Regions from separate parts of the Gossypium hirsutum genome. Here region 1 is linked to region 2. Evidence: chromatin contacts called from public Hi-C data. All regions are on one chromosome and are shown on one strand. Each heading gives the region's core, a stretch centred on a gene start, on an enhancer-like site or on the middle of the called end of the contact. The rest is flanking DNA. Distances are from core to core; before and after follow the strand shown.

Region 1 (5,323 bases), core at 1,456-3,955, 280 kb after region 2:
CTATATAAATGAATTTCACCATCAATTTCATACATTTCATATTTAAATGGACTTAACTTACGTCCTAGGCAAAATTACTATTTTTCCCCTAACTTTTTCATAAATTTTGATTTTGTCCCTAGGCCCGAAAAATGAAACTTGTGCAGATTACTCCCTATTCCAAGCCTAACCAAAGCCCCATTACAAATTTTCCAGCACATGTATCCATAAAATTTTAAATTTTTTCATCAAATTTTACAAATTTTCATTTTAGTCCCTAAATCATGTTTTCATTAAAAATCACTTTGTAAAACCAACTTATCTATTAATAATCTTTCATTTTCTACCATAAACTTCTAATTTCCAACATAATACATCCATACCCATTTTCATACCTTGATAACTTTTCAAATTAATCCCTTAAATATAGAGATTAAGCTATCTCGGTTTCGCATTAATACATCAACTAATAATTGATTTTTTTCTCCAAGATTTGGGCGATTTATGTTCTTCTTTTTTCTTTTCATGTGTCTGCCTATTATTCTTTTGATTTTTTTGGAAGTTTTGGGGAATTGAGTGTTGCCCCGTTTAGTGATGAGGCTGGGGTTGAAGCGACAATTCGTACCACCAGGAGTTCCAGTTTAGCGGTGGCATGCTACCCGAGGGTGAAAGGGTGTTCTTTTCGTATTGGTACGTGTTTCGTGCAGTGGCAGACTCGTAGAGGTTATACGAGCGGTTCATTCCTAGTTCGTCAATCTTTTCCTATAGCAATTTTAGAATTGGCTTTGGTGGGATTTTCATCGATATTAACAAGGTTTTGTCATTTTTATTTTGTTTTCTTTATTTTTCTCTTTATTTGTTCTTTTTTTTTTGTATGATTGGTTGCATGGGGTGTTGTACGTCTCCTGCATGGTTTTTTTAATCTTTTGCATGTATGCCATTAATGGCAGACTTATTTTTCTTTGACTTTTCTACGTAATCTGGTTAGGTTTTCTTTTTGTGTTTTTGTGTTAAGGATGCAAGGCTATTAGAAGTATTATTTTTATTTCTATCTTTATTTGTCATTCTTTTACTTTCAAGCTTGTTGTTTTTGGAAGCCTGGGTTTATTAGGAATAGAATACTTGCTTCGTTCTTTTGTTTTCTTGCCCGTTCTCTTCTTCTTGATGCTTGGGGATGGGGTTTTGATTGTGGGTGAATAGTCGTGAAAGGATAAGGTGGGCGTTTGGTTCATTTTTTGGTTCTTTGGGTTTCGCTGCTCTTTTGGTGTGGTGTTTTTCTCGCAGCTTCTTTGGTCGGATTTTCTTTTGGTCCAATGGTTTGCGTCGGGTATCTATCGGTGCGTTACAGTCATGTTTCTTGAAGCGGTGTTGTAGAGACCGAGGCTTTTGTTTTCTTCTTTCTGCCGATGTGGCTATTTTTGTTAAGGGAGTATCATAGAAGTCGATCTCTAATAATGAAGTTCTTGTATTGGAATTGCCGCGGATTGGGGAATTGCGCAAAACTAAGCGAGTTTAAGCAACTTCTCTTTGCGAACAACCCTGATCTTATTTTTCTTAGTGAAACTAAAATGTCTGCTAATGATTTTCGAAAGGTTCAAAATAAATGTAGGTTGCAAAATGGTTTGGTTGTTGACTTAGTGGGCAGGAATGGGGGGCTTGCACTGATGTGGAGGGATGGGATGGATGTTTCTATCCAAAGCTATTCAAAGCATCATATAGACTCCATGGTTAATCTGGAGAACAATAAAAAGATGCGAGTTACGGGATTCTATGGGCACGCAAACCTGAACCTCTGAAGTAACTCATAGAACATATTGCGTAGGGTCGAGGACTTGGTAAGGGAGGATTGGGTGGTTGGGGGAGATTTTACGCTATCTTAAATGACGCTGAGAAAGAAGGAGGGTGCAGGGGGGTAAGGGCGCATATGAATGATTTAAAAAAGGTGATGGATGAGTTGGCTCTGGTAGATATCAAACCAGACAGTGGATGGTTTACTTAGGTCAATAATAGGAGTGGGAGTGGATTGATAAAAGAAAGGATAGGTAGATTCCTTAGCTCGGTTTCAGTGGTTGAAAACTTCCCATTTATTGCTACAAAAGTGGTGAGGCAAACCAGTCCGATCATGATGCAATTCTCCTAGACTTATGGGGCCGTAAACCAAAAGACTTCTCTAATGACCCTAGAATGTGTTTCAAGTTCGAATTGTGCTGGGCGAGTGATAGGGAAGCAGAAAACATTATAGGTGATGCGTGGAACAGGGGTGATACGAAATATGGGGATAAGCTGGATAGGGTTAGGTCGATTCTTGGTCCTTGGCAGCGTAAAAAATATGGACGACTAAAGAGTGAAATGTAAAGACTGGAGGAAAAAATCGATCTGATTATTGATTCAACTAGCAAAGGGGACAGTGTGAAGACTTTAAAGGGAACTCGTAAAAGACTTGATTTTCTTTATGCTAGGGAAGAAAGCTATTGGGCTCAAAGGTCTCAATCAAAATGGCTAAGGGAGGGGGATCGGAACACTCGGTATTTTCATGCTAAAGCTACTGGGAGGTTGAAGAAAAATATTATAGAGAAGCTTAAAGATATGGAAGGAAACTAGGTGACAAATAGCAAGGATATTAGCCATGTGGCTAAAAACTATTTTTGGAGTTGTTTAAGTCAAACGGTCAAAGGGTTAATATACATGAGATGGGTTATATGCGGGAGTGCGTGACCAGAGAGACAAATGATTGGCTTACTAGGGATAATACTGAGGACGAGGTCTGCCAGGCCATTAAGCAGATGGACCCAAATAAAGCTCCTGGCATTGACGGACTCTCGGCAAATTTTTTCAAACATCACTAGGAGATTGTGGGAAGCGACACTATTAACTTCTGCTTGGATGTCCTTAACGGGAACAAAAATATTTCTAACCTTAATGAAACTATGATCATTCTAATTCCTAAAACGAGAGATCCAAGTGAGCTGACTAATTTCCGTCCTATAAGTTTATGCAGGTTTATCTACAAGATTATCTCGAAGACTTATGCCAATCGCCTAAAAGTGGTTCTTCCTAGCTGCATCAGTCAAAATCAAAGTGCCGTCGTGCTGGGGAGGATGATACTTGACAATATTCTTATTGCGCATGAGCTCATTCACTATCTTTAAAGCTCTAAAAATGGCCCCAACAAAGGGTTCGTTCTCAAGCTCGATATGAGCAAAGCATACGACCGCGTGGAATGGGACTTTATTGAAACCATTATGAAGAAGATTGGATTCGATGAGAAGTGGATTGTCAACATTATGAATTGCGTCTGTTCGTCTGTTCGGTTAAATATACGATTAAATGTAATAATGTTTTATTGGATATTATTATCCCCGAGAGGGACCTCCGTCAAGGGGACCCCCTCTCCCCTTATTTATTTTTATTCTGCATGGAAGCATTTTCGAGAATGCTTATCCAAGCTCAGGATAATAATATCCTAGGAGGCATCCGAGCCAGTAGAAATGGTCCTAGGATAAATCACTTATTTTTTGCCAATGACGCGCTTCTATTCGTGAGAAATAAAAAGTGTGATGTTGAAATGTTGGTTAATATGTTTAATATTTTTTCTAACATTTCAGGACAGGAGATTAATGTTGAAAAGTCAATGGTTCTATTTAGTCCCGACACTCTTAGAGCTCAAAGAAACATCTTCAGTGATCTTCTAGGCATGACGGTGGTGGAAAACCTAAACAACTACCTGGACCTTCCCATTCCAATCAGAAAGAAGAAAGCAACGGCCTTCAAAGAGACTAATAATAGATTGTCTTGCAGAATCAATAGCTAGACCAAGAGGCCACTCTCTTTTGGTGGCAAAGAAGTCTTCATCAAAGCGGTTCTACAATCTATACCCACGTATGCACTGTCGATTTTCTTAGCTCCCAAAGGAGTGATCGGGGACATCCAAGCTAAGCTAAGTAAAACATGGTGGCGAGAAAAGACAAAAGCAGATTTTGGACTATGGTCCTTTGGAAGATTCTATGCAAACCGAGGGGCATGGGAGGTCTGGGAATTAGAGATGTTCGGCTCTTCAATTGGCTCTATTAGGACGTCAAGTATGGAGGCTTATAAACAACAAAGATTCCCTATGTTTTAAAGTTCTGTCTTTGAAATACATCCCTGAGGGTAATATTTTTAAAGCCAAGAAAGTGGACAAAGCTTCCTTTACTTGGTCTAGTATTGCGGCAGCGACAGAAGCTCTTAGAGACGGATATGGGTGGCAGGTGGGGAATAGAGAAATGGTAAATATCATGGTTGGCAGCTGGGGAATGGAAGGCCTAAATGGGGAAACAATTAGAAGAGACAGGTTCAACCAAAATGTAAGGAGTGTGTGTGGCTTAAGGGTAGGAAAAGCTGGAATGTTCAGAAAGTTAAAAGTGTGTATGGGCCTGATTAGGGAGATAAGGTTTGCAACATACCACTAAGGGACGAGGGCCAAGTTGATAAAGTTATTTGGTTCCACAACCCTCACGGATGCTTTACCTCAAAGTTTGCTTACTCATGGTTGCTGTTGAAAGAAATGGGGTATGGCCTGTACAGATTTTTTTGGAAAGCTCTATGGAAGCTTGATACATTACCGAAGGTTCGGGTCTTTACTTGGTGTGTGGGGCATGAGATCCTCCCGACGAACGAAAAGATTGCTTCTGTTAGAAACGACTTTGACAAGGGATGCCCAAGGTGTAGAGTTGAAACCGAGACACTACTACACGCATTAAAAGACTGCCCAACATCTCGTAGGGTTCTCTCTTTAGGTGGATGGTCCGATATCACTATTTCAAAGGAGTATGATCAATGTATTGACTGGTTGGAGGACATGATGAGAGTACTTGACAAGAGAGCCATGGCCGACCTCATGGTGATTTTATGGAACAGCTGGAACAATAGAAACAATTTCATCTTCAGAGGAAAAGAAGAGGAAGCGAAGATAATTTCAGAAAGAGCCAGCACCTTGAATAAGGAATTCTGGATATGCAATTTTATAAATGAGCCAATGCTTTCACAAAATAGCGCAGGCCAGAAGTGGGAGAAGCCTTCGAAGGGCTTCATAAAAATCAACTTCGACGCTACAGTGGGTGAAAATAAAATCGGGTACGGAATGATTATTAGAGATGACGAAGGCTTTGTCTTAGGCGGGGGCTGGGGTTTTATAGAGTCAAGGTTGTCAGTGGAAGAGGCTGAGTGCGTGGCATTTGAAGAAAGCATCAAAGCTGCATGCAAACTGAAAATTAAAGAGTACATAATTTTTGAGACGGATCACATGGGGCTGGTCAATAGGCTAAGGAATTTAGTAATGATGTCACCGTAATAGGTGCACAAATAA
Region 2 (4,949 bases), core at 742-3,241:
TCTGTGGAAGTGGAACCATCACCAGTCAAGATAACATCAGAAGCTGTACGTATCCCGGTGCTTGTTTTCTGGCAATTTCATGGCATTGGTCAGTGTTTTTGAAGCTGTCTTGGCTCTCATTTGCTTTCTGTTCCTCTGCTGCTTGAGAAATAAGAATCGATCTCCAAAGAGCTTTCCAATTGTTGGGATGCTGCCTGAGCTTATCCTTAACATTCATCGGATTCACGATTGGTGTACTGAGACATTTGAGAGATGCCACTATACTTTTCTTTTCAATGGTCCTTGGTTTGCTAAGATTAACATCGTTGGGACCTGTGATCCTACCAATGTTCACTACATAATGAGTTCCAACTTTAACAACTTCCCCAAAGGACCTGAATTCAAGCAGCTTTTCGACGTCTTGGGAGACGGGATTTTCAATACCGACATGGATTTGTGGAGAAAACAGAGGATGGTTGCTCAAGAATTCATGAGAAATCAGTCGTTTCACAAATTTTTGTTGAGGACTACCCGAGATAAGGTGGAAAAAGGGCTTTTCATGTCATTGACTATGTTGCCAAACAAGGCTTGGTGGTCAATTTAGAAGATGTATTCCAAAGGTTTACGTTTGATACTACGTGCATCTTGGTCACTGGCTACGATCCTAAATGTCTCTCCCTCGAATTCCCTGAAGTTCCTTTCTCTAAAGCCTTGGATGATGTTGAGGAAGCCATATTTTATCGGCATGTCAGGCCACAGAGCTTTATTAAGTTGCAGAGGTGGTTGAAAATGGGACAAGAACAAAAATATAGAAAGGCATGGGAAGTTCTTGACGATATTATGACTAAATATATATGCCAGAAGAGGAAAGAACTGGATACAACGACGAAAGGGTTGGTCTCACAAAATGGTGAAGACGGTGTGGATCTCTTAACATCATACATAGCTGAAGAAAAACCAACAGGTTTGAAATGTGATGATAAGTTCTTGAGAGATACCATTTTGAACATGATGCTTGCAGGGACGGACACCACCAGCTCTGCTCTTACTTGGTTCATTTGGTTGGTCTCGAGGCATCCGATCGTGGAGAACAAGATCATAGAAGAGCTTCAATCAAAACTACCTGCCGAGGAAACCAAAAAGAGGCGGCTATTCAATGCTAAAGGATTTGGTTTATCTACACGGAGCATTATGCGAGGCATTAAGGTTATATCCACCGGTACCATTCCAGCACAAGGAACCTCTCAAACCAGACATACTTCCAAGTGGGCATCCAGTTCATCCAACCATGAAAATATTGTTTAGTTTGTACGCAATGGGAAGGATAAAGTCTTTCTGGGGTGAAGATTGCCTTGAATTCAAACCTGAAAGATGGATTAACGAGAGAGGAAGGATTAAACATGAGCCGTCATACAAGTTCATGTCATTCAATGCAGGGCCAAGGACATGTTTAGGGAAGGATGTGGCTTTCCTTCAAATGAAAGCCGTTGCATCTGCTATAATTTACAACTATCGTACTCATGTATCAGAAGAAACTCCAGTTGTTCCGGCAGTATCCATTATCCTGCACACCAAGAATGGATTGATGGCTAGGATCTCCACCAGATGGGATTAAATGCATCACAACTTGCTTGAAAGTTGAAATCCTATTATATTATCATCTAAATCCTGGGCTTGTTAGTTTTAAGAAGTAATATGTATTTTTCGTCTTTTCTGCTCTGAACGTCTGAATATGATTAAAGATTGTTGTGTAATTTAAAGCCATGAAAAGCATGTAAATAGGATAAACTCGGCTGTTTCCGCTATCCAATTGAAACATTAATCAAAATCCACCACCAAAGGATTATTGTTTGAATTGAGATTTATTGCCACTTGTATGAATGGAAATACTGATAATTAGATACATAATTGATAGGAATGGCGATGATGACAGAAGCCTACACTGCTTATGGGCCAAGCCTCGAATGGAAACAAAATGGATAAGTCCCCGTGTCAATCAATCGAAGAGATGTAGATAAGATTAGATCAGATCCCCACTGATCAGAAACTCGAGACGAGACTAATATCACTGCGCTACCCATAAACTCGTCTCTCGTTATCATTAGAGGTCCATTGTCTTCTTTCGTATTTTTCAAGTGAGTGACAGAGAGGAAGCCAAAGCTGCCCGTATGTATGCCCTGTCTTCCTCATAGGTTATTTTAAAAGTTAATTTCACAAACCTCCTCAAATTATACTTTTATTTTAAATTAGTATCAGAATATTTTAATTACATTTCAAACTTTTCATCTTATCTTAATTAGGTGATTCTATTATTAAAATTATTAATTTAATTTTTAAATGATAAGAAAAATCATATATGATATAATTTAAAATAATATTTTTAAATGAATTGTAATCATTCTCTCTCATTTTTATTTTAAATTATATAACATAATATTAATGTATCATTCAAAGTTTTAATAACAAAATAATCTAATTAATATAACAATAATTTTAAAAAAATCGTAATTGTGCAATTATTTTCTTTTAATGAAAGGGTACAACTAGCCTTGGAGCAGTTATAGACTTTTGATATGTGGGAGGCCACATAGATGATTGCGGAAAAATTTTACTCATAAAAGAAATTTAATTTGTACGAAATGACCACCAAAAATTAAAAAAAAATTGTTCATCAAAATTTTAAAAAAATAATTATTTTATAAATGAATTGTTTTATAAAAAATAAATTATTATTTTTCATTAAATTTCAAAAAAATTAATTATTTTATTTTATTTCAACCTTCATCACTTTTTTTTTCAAAATTTTTTATTCTCTCATACAATTTATAATTTTTATAATATAATTGATTAATTTTTCAATATCTTTAAGTAGGCCTCTCTAATTTGGTAATAACTTTTTCAAGTTTTATTGATGAATTGTAGCTTGTGTTGTGAATGATTGAGATTTTTACGTTAGATCTATTTTTTATTTATCAAATGATTTTGAAATATTGATTTTATATGAGATTTTTAATATCTTGAGTGAGTAATAATTTTTAGAGGTTGATTAATACAAATATTTGAAGAAATTAAGATTGATTATCTTTATAGTCATGAATTTCTTGAAAATTTATTCAAAATTTAGCCTTTTTATTTAGAAAATGTTTTCAATAGTGTTATTATTGTGAATATTGTATTTGTGTTCATATTGTGTGACATATTACATTTTCATGACACCAAAAAGTATTTAAAAGATTTTTATTTTTTATGAAAGAAAATTACTAGTATGTTGGCTTCTTGAAAATCTTTTAAGTGTTTAATACTTAGATTTATTTATTTAAAATATTGAATTAAAATGTAAATTATTTTAAATGATAGTCTACTATTAAAGTAGAGAGAGAAAAAATAAGAGGGAGTGAAAATTAAACTCGTATACAAACCAATTAGAAAAAAAAAGTTTAATTAGTTAAGTTGAGTTTTAAAAACAAAAACTTTCCGGTTGATCCACAATTAAGAAACAAAATTACATATCATCATCTAAATGATACAAACAATCTATAAGTGAAATATTTTTCAAAAACTGCTTTATCAACCTCACAATAACATTTTTTTTAAAAAAAAAATAATTGTTGATTAATATTATACATTAGTTTAGACTATCTTTATAATCATTTCAAAATTTTATCACACAATTTAAATTTTCTCGTTCCGTCCATGCTTATTCACACTTTTAGTGAAGTGAACCAGTGACTGCAGCTTATCCTTGTATTTTCTGTTATGTACTGCTATCTAATATATGATGATCTGAAACTTTATATATTGTTGTGGGACGATGAAATTTGTTTCAAAGTGGAATGGGTGAATTGTGAAGATTTTAACGTCAACTTCCTAATGGCATTGTCAATGTGGCTCATGGGTTGATTATTGATTCAATTATGCATGATAAGATTGCTGGATGGCTGACTTCAGTGCTGAGACAATTTTGTTTTGTTTTGTTTCCTTTTTATTTATTTGGCTATGTACTGTGATTTTGGGATGTATTTTTGGATTTGATGTTGTTGAGCTTGAAAGATTTGTGTTGTTAGAAGGAGTTTATCCTCTGCTTCTCCAGCTTTTGGGCTAGTTGGACCTTCGGGTTCTTTTATAATAAACTAGGATTATTCAGGGTATAAAACAATTAATTAAATAATTATTTATAAGTTGTAATAATATTTATATTAAAATAATTATAAAAGTTAAATTTATGATAATTTATTAGGATAGGGCACAACTTATAATTGGCGAGGATCAACTCTTTTAAATATAAAGTTTAAAAATGTTAAAATATATCTTGTATGAAATAATAACTAAAGCTTTTATCAAAACATATGTTTTATAAAGGATCGAACCATTTTACTTCATCTCCATCTTTATATTGTAAAAAAAAAAGTGTGAAATATTTATTAGATTAGATAAGAATTCTAAACAACATTAATTAAATAAATGTTTGTACCAACACCTTTCTAATAAATCATTTTAAGAAAAAAAATTTAAAAATGAGAGAATTGACATTCATTTGAGATTAAAATAATCTAACCATATATTATATTGTATATATAATTTATAAATGTAACATCCTAACACCTTTTAAGATTAGAATAGTGTCATTTCGAAATTTGTATGTTTTAAAAATTTTAAAGTAAATAAAATAGAAATTACTAATGTTAGTGGAAAAGGTAGTGGATACCATAGGAAATCAAAAAGACTTTTGAATTAAGAGAAAATAATTTAAAATATTGACTAAATTGTAAAAATATGAAAATTAAAAATAAGAAATAATTAGATTAGATGAATGCAAAAAATAGGAAGGATTAAAAGTGTAATTTAATCAATAATTAGGCTTAAACCTTTCAGTTCAAGTCTTTTCTCTAGAATAAAAGTATTGGTAGTAACAATATCATATAAATTTTAACGTATACAAATAAAATCACTTCAAAAATCATAATTCGATA

What was found. A called contact is a pair of places that touch in the nucleus more often than the background predicts.
Region 1: a contact with region 2 is called in a Hi-C map of leaf, with 2.3 times the contacts expected there. The contact joins two enhancer-like sites. A contact is called at or near these places in 2 of 34 Hi-C or Micro-C datasets (both in leaf).

What each region holds. Positions count from the first base shown.
Region 1 is chrA11:66,914,781-66,920,103 of Gossypium_hirsutum_v2.1, forward strand. No RefSeq gene overlaps it. Among protein-coding and RNA genes, the nearest start is that of LOC107901118, 21 kb to the right of the region's middle. Within about 2 kb of position 2,706, at least 1 of the 9 cell types and tissues checked has an H3K27ac peak or open chromatin away from gene starts, as enhancers often do. A contact at or near this core is called in leaf, where this site is marked.
Region 2 is chrA11:66,631,355-66,636,303 of Gossypium_hirsutum_v2.1, forward strand. It overlaps the pseudogene LOC107901129. Among protein-coding and RNA genes, the nearest start is that of LOC121210611, 78 kb to the right of the region's middle. Within about 2 kb of position 1,992, at least 7 of the 9 cell types and tissues checked have an H3K27ac peak or open chromatin away from gene starts, as enhancers often do. A contact at or near this core is called in leaf, where this site is marked.